Linked DNA regions of Sus scrofa: region 1 is linked to region 2. A link is a contact called in public promoter capture Hi-C data. All regions are on one chromosome and are shown on one strand. The core of a region is the stretch at or near the end of the contact, and the rest is flanking DNA. Distances in the headings are between cores, read along the strand shown. Region 1 holds the start of APBB2 (amyloid beta A4 precursor protein-binding family B member 2). Region 2 overlaps APBB2 (amyloid beta A4 precursor protein-binding family B member 2).

Region 1 (2,737 bases), core at 59-2,558, 230 kb before region 2:
CGGCCCCCGAATGTCCCGTCCACGGGCTGCATAGATAGATCTTGGAGTGCAGCGATACAGCACCAAGGCTGAGCACTTTCATGGATTTGTAGGGATTCCTCAGTGGCAGTATTGTTTTTCTGTTGGAAAGGAGTGACGTTATTGTTGGCCTCTAGGTTGGTCTCAGAGAAACTGTTCATGGGAGAAGTTTGGTGCAAACGTCAGAAACCCCTCCTCCACAAGGCATCTTTCTCCCACCACTCATTCCTTCCGACCCCACTCTAGTCTGCGCTCAGGGTCCCATTATACACCCTTCTGCACACACCTGGTAGATTTCCCCCCTGGCGCTCCTCATGTTTGAAGGGACATTTCGGGGGGATTCTTTAATGGGTGCCTGTCCACCTCGCTGTGCACTAAGCTCTATGAAAGCTGGGGTCTGGGCTTTTTTATTCACTGCCGTCCCCAGGCTAACTATAAGATCTTGTGGGTACTCAATAGATTCATGATGCCAAAGGAGAAAATAATGCCATCCCCAACCGCATAGAGTCCTCTTGCGAAGAATAGGGACTTTCCGGGTGTGAGTTTGCTGTTTGCAGAAGGACTGCACTCCGGAGGTTTGGGGAAGAGGGTGAGTTAGGAGGAGCCATTATTTAATAGCTACTATTAAATTACTTTTAGCAAAATCCATCTGAAAAAGATAGTAGGTGAGGCTGTGTGTTTGTGTAGTAGAGCAAGAGGTCTCAAAGTATGGCCCTCAGACCAGCAGCACCAGCATCATCTGGGAAGTTGTTAGATGTACAGATGCTTCGGCAGTACCACAGACCTACCCATTCAGAGACTGTCCAGCAGTCTGTGATTCCATAAATCCTCCAGGCGATTGGGATGCAGGGTCAAGTTTGATATCCACTGCATTGATGAAGAGCAACCCTAATGATGCTTTGGGGATGCTATTCACAGTGCCTGGGGCAGGCACTGATGACTATTTACTGAGTATCCATTATTAGAACCTTGCTTCTCTAAATTCGAACTATATTTAATATTCCTGGAAGTGAAGAAGAAATTATGCTTTCCCCTCCTGCAGGTATGTTTCTTCCTTGAGGTGATGCTGCTGTGATTTTCACATCAAGGAATGGTGTGTGTGTGTGGGGGGCATATGCCTGGGGTTCTAGATAAGGAGGCAGAAGGAAGGTCTCGCCTACATGTTGCAGCTGGATGGGCGTGGGCAGCTCTCATCTGAGGACATTTTCCTCAGATAAGGGAATGCAGGCATGTGGGAGAAAAGACTAGACAGGGATAATGTTACCCAACTTCCTTTTGCTGCAGACAGACGCCGAGCCATATGGAGGGGATACCAGGCTGCGTCGCATTGGGTCTCTGGCCTGCACTGCTTCTCTGCCATCTTCTCAGATGGTCAGGGGACCAGGCGTTCGCGATGCCCGGAAGCTTCTGCCTGCAGGGGTCGCACTAGGCGCGCGGCCCGCCCCCTCCTTCCCGGCCCCCGCCCCCGGCCCCGCCTTTCTCGGGATCGGCCCCCGGCGGGTCCGGCCCCTCCAGCCTCTCCGCGCAGCCGCCGCCAAAGCCTGGAGAAGTGGAATCTCGCCGGCGCAGCTCCCTGAGCGGGACTCGCGGAGCGGCACTGGGCATGCTCAGTTGCCGGAGCCCGTCTTGGTCTCAAGTAGGAAGCTCGTGCGCTGCACCCGCAGCTGATCGTGGCGCTCCGGGCAGGGCGAGACTGGAGCAGAGCTGCCGGGTGCCGGAGCCGAGGAGAGCGCCGCGCGCACCACCGGTGAGCCCCGCTTTCTTCCTTGCTTTTGCTCTGGACTCCTGGGCGGCCCGGGAGTGCTGGCGGGAGACCTGGGCAGCGGCAGCGGCGTGCGGCAAGTAGCCCGGGCGGCTGCTCCTCTCCTCCCGGCCCCCGAGGTCTGCGCGGCTGCTGCCGTCTGCCCGCTCAGCCGCAGCCACAGCTGCAGCAGCTGCCACGCATCTGCAGCGGGCGTCCGCTGCGGAGTCCCGTGCGCCCTGCGCCCGCGCCGCAGGGCCGGGTGGCACGGTGACTGCGGGCTCACTCCTTGACTCCATCACTCCCGCTTCTCGGCGCCCCCTTTCCCTCCGCAGCCGGGGGCTTGGCAGGGCCTGGGCGGGGAGACAGGATTGGAGGGGCTGCGCCGGGGTGGGGGCTGCGGAAGGGAAAAGTGAGGGTGGGCGCCGGCGGGGAAGAGCGCACACCCCCTTGCCCTGGCACTGGCCTCCGCTGTGCGGCTGGGCTCTTCCTCCCCGGGCGGCAGTGCGCTCCTGCGGGGGAGTTGAAGACCCGGCTGGCTTTTCTAGGGGTTCAGAGCTTAGCCGCTGCAAGATCAAGGGGGAAAAGTTCATTTCCCCTTCAGAGGCAGGGAGCGTTTTAACTAGAAAATGGCTGTGCGAAGGGGACCGAATCAGGAATCCCCTCTGCTGCCCGCCGGGCGGAATGGAGGGTTGAACGCTAGAAATGACATTTGTGCGATGAAAACATTGCTGGGCGGAGGGAGGGATGCGGAGTCCCACAGAAACAATGAAAGGTGATCTTGACGTCGGCTGAGAGATCTAGAACCGAGAGGTCGGGGACGAAGAGCCAAGGGGGCTTGGGACTTGAATTTAAACAAATAGTAAATTGGAGAAATCAGATCTAGAGTTGTGGCCGATTTGTAGTCAAGTTCTGCGCAGTTTAGAGCCACAACTGTTACAGAGGGTTTGTGATGGATTGAGTGGCCGGGGAGGGCCA
Region 2 (2,700 bases), core at 153-2,652:
AAGGTAACATCATCACAGGAGTGAACACCTATCATATTCCTGCCCATTCTCAGGAGAGGGGACTGTTCAGAACGTGTATATCAGGAGGTTGGAATCTTGGAACCATCTGAGAAATCTGCCTACCACTTGTCCAGAGACTGTTTATTGTATGTTGGGCACCAAATCTTGACTGTTGATTGGCTAGAAGCTCTATAAAAGTAGTAATTTTTAGGAATCTCTAATTAGGTATATAAATCATAACTTTTTTGAGAAATGCCATTAAGCAGAATAAAATATCTAACCTGTTCTTTCTGAATTTAGAATCAGGGGGTGATGGAAAGCCTCAGAGTTCACTCATCCAGTTACCTGCACTCCTTGGGCAGATGAGAAAATGGTCTCAGTAGAAGCAGCTTCCCAAGGTCATGGAGCAGAGGAAGGCTGGGACTCTGCTGGCCCTTTCTATCATTTCTTTTCCTGTGTGTCTTAAGTTTTTCTAAAAGATGACCTTCAAGTACTCTTATTAATCCAGGAGCTCATTGATTTGAATGAACATTTTTCCTGTTTTCCATTATTGTCTTGAACTGGAACATTTTTCTTCTAAGGTATTTATAAATTCATTACTAAATGAGATGAAATCTTGGATAAAATGGGCTTTGGATGGTTGTTTATTTGTGTAATCTTCATAATTTTCATGGTGACTTATGCAGTCAAGGAATTGTTCCACTGAGAGTGGGTAGAGGAAACAAAGTTTTTGATTAAACTGTCTCACCAAAAAACAAAAAACCATTTTAGTGATGGGCTGTTGGATTGATAATCATTATGCAACTTCCCATGCTTTTTTCCATATTCAGTGATACTTGATAGCTTAAAAAAAAAAAAAACAGAGTTCCTGTTGTGGCTCAGTGAGTTAATAACCTGACTAGTATCCTTAAGGATGTGTGGATTCAATCCCTGGCCTGGCTCGCTCACTGGATTAAAGGATCTGGCATTGCCATGAGCTGTGGTGTAGGCCGGTAGCTGCAGCCTGATTCAGTCCCTAGCCTGGCAACTTCCACATGCCACAGGTGTGGTGGTAAAGAGGAAAAAAAAAGGAAAAAAAAAAAAAAACAAACCCAACCTATTTAAGTATAAAAATGATTGAGTATTTTCTCCACTTCTTCCTCTGGAGTAGAATGTTCCCATCCACACGGCTGTGTATTTCTCTAACGGCTTGTGTTCAGGCTTCCCTCTCCAGACTGCCCACTGCTAAATGACATCACAAGTGGATAGACTCACCCTTAGTTTGAAAAGTGACTGTCCCCAAATCAGAAGCTAATTTTTGTCCCGGCATGGAGACCGTAGACGTGTCAGATAGGAGCAGAATGTCCTCAGCCAGCATGTGTAGCTGAACAGTGTGTGGCTTAGCCCAGCCTCAGAACTGCCTGCTTTGGGCAGAAGCAAGGGACTAATTGCCAATTTGGATCCAAGCACACATCTTTGGCATTTGTCAAGGCACACTGGTGGGTGAAATCCAACTGAGCAAACAGTTCAACCATGGGCGATTTCCAAGTCTCGTCTCTTGCAACTTCTAACCTCACAGCCCTTGGTTATAAGCACAGAAAAAGATATCTCTTCCCCTCTTGTGAGAATGGCTGAACCATTTTGTCCCTGCTTACACTGTGAAGCCTCTTTTCATTGACCATATATATCCCTGCGTCACACCCTCCTGGGCCCCGGACCATGGGGTTTGTGTTTCACAAGCCACCTGGTATGAAACTCATTTGTACTTTAGTTTGGGGATTTGTTACATCTCCATTGGAAAGAAGGTTCTTTGAAGTTAGGGCCGGTGACTTCCTGGTGATCTTTTTTTTTTTTTTTTGCTTTTTAGGGCCGCACCCATGGCATATGGAGGTTCCCAGGCTAGGGGTCCAGTCAGAGCTACAGCTGCCGGCCTGCACCCCAGCCACAGCAACACAGGATCTGAGCTGCATCTGTGGCCTGCACCACAGCTCACAGCAATGCCACATCCTTAACCCACTGATGGAGGCCAGGGATCGAACCCACATCCTCATGGATCCTAGTCGGATTCGTTTCCACTGAGCCACAAAGGGAACTCCATGGTGATCACCTTTATGTCTTTTACATACCATAGTAATTCCTCATCTGTGGGCCTCAGACCTCTGGTGACAACGAGATATTTCAGCGTCTGCATTTCTCTATGTGTACCCAGTGTATACTTATATATGTGCGACTCTTTTTCAAATGTCTGTAGATGCCCTTGAGGCGAATAACGCACACTTTTTTTTTTTTTTTTAACGGTACACTGACTTCATTATAATTTGGTTCTTTTCCTAATCAGTACTTACTAAGACCACAATAAAAGGCACCCTCATGCTTGCATACTGAGAGCCACTGCCCTTCAGCCTCTAGCAAGGTGTGTTGCATTTTGAGGTATTTGGTGTATTTCCCAATTGCAGATCTTCTGACATGTTTCTTCTGTGTGGTATGTAAAGAAAACTGACAGGGCTTCTGTGTAGCACTAATACGTTTTTCAGTCCTTTATTTCTCTGAATGAATGTCTGATTAACATTCACCCCCAGGGCTAGATTGGAAGCGGGTGATCCCCAGCCTAACTTGGTAGGTTCAATTCATATGTTAATAGTCAAAGGCTTTGTGATCACAACTGGCAAGTGGTTTTAGGACCACTCTTTAATATGTAGACAATTTTCTGCTTTTTAGAAG

What was found. Promoter capture Hi-C pulls out the DNA fragments that hold promoters and counts their contacts.
Region 1: a contact with region 2 is called in a promoter capture Hi-C map of liver, with 5 times the contacts expected there. The contact joins the promoter of APBB2 here to the enhancer-like site in region 2. A contact is called at or near these places in 2 of 5 promoter capture datasets (fetal liver and liver), 5 of 47 Hi-C or Micro-C datasets (embryonic fibroblasts, liver, retroperitoneal adipose tissue and 1 more) and 1 of 2 datasets of contacts at active chromatin or transcription factors (skeletal muscle).

What each region holds. Positions count from the first base shown.
Region 1 is chr8:32,300,808-32,303,544 of Sscrofa11.1, reverse strand. APBB2 (amyloid beta A4 precursor protein-binding family B member 2) reads left to right here and starts at 1,308. Exons shown (of 18, transcript XM_021101154.1): 1 at 1,308-1,765.
Region 2 is chr8:32,068,078-32,070,777 of Sscrofa11.1, reverse strand. The region is part of intron 7 of APBB2 (amyloid beta A4 precursor protein-binding family B member 2); the gene reads left to right. Among named protein-coding and RNA genes, the nearest start is that of APBB2, 230 kb to the left of the region's middle. Within about 2 kb of position 1,402, at least 5 of the 83 cell types and tissues checked have an H3K27ac peak or open chromatin away from gene starts, as enhancers often do. A contact at or near this core is called in liver and skeletal muscle, where this site is marked.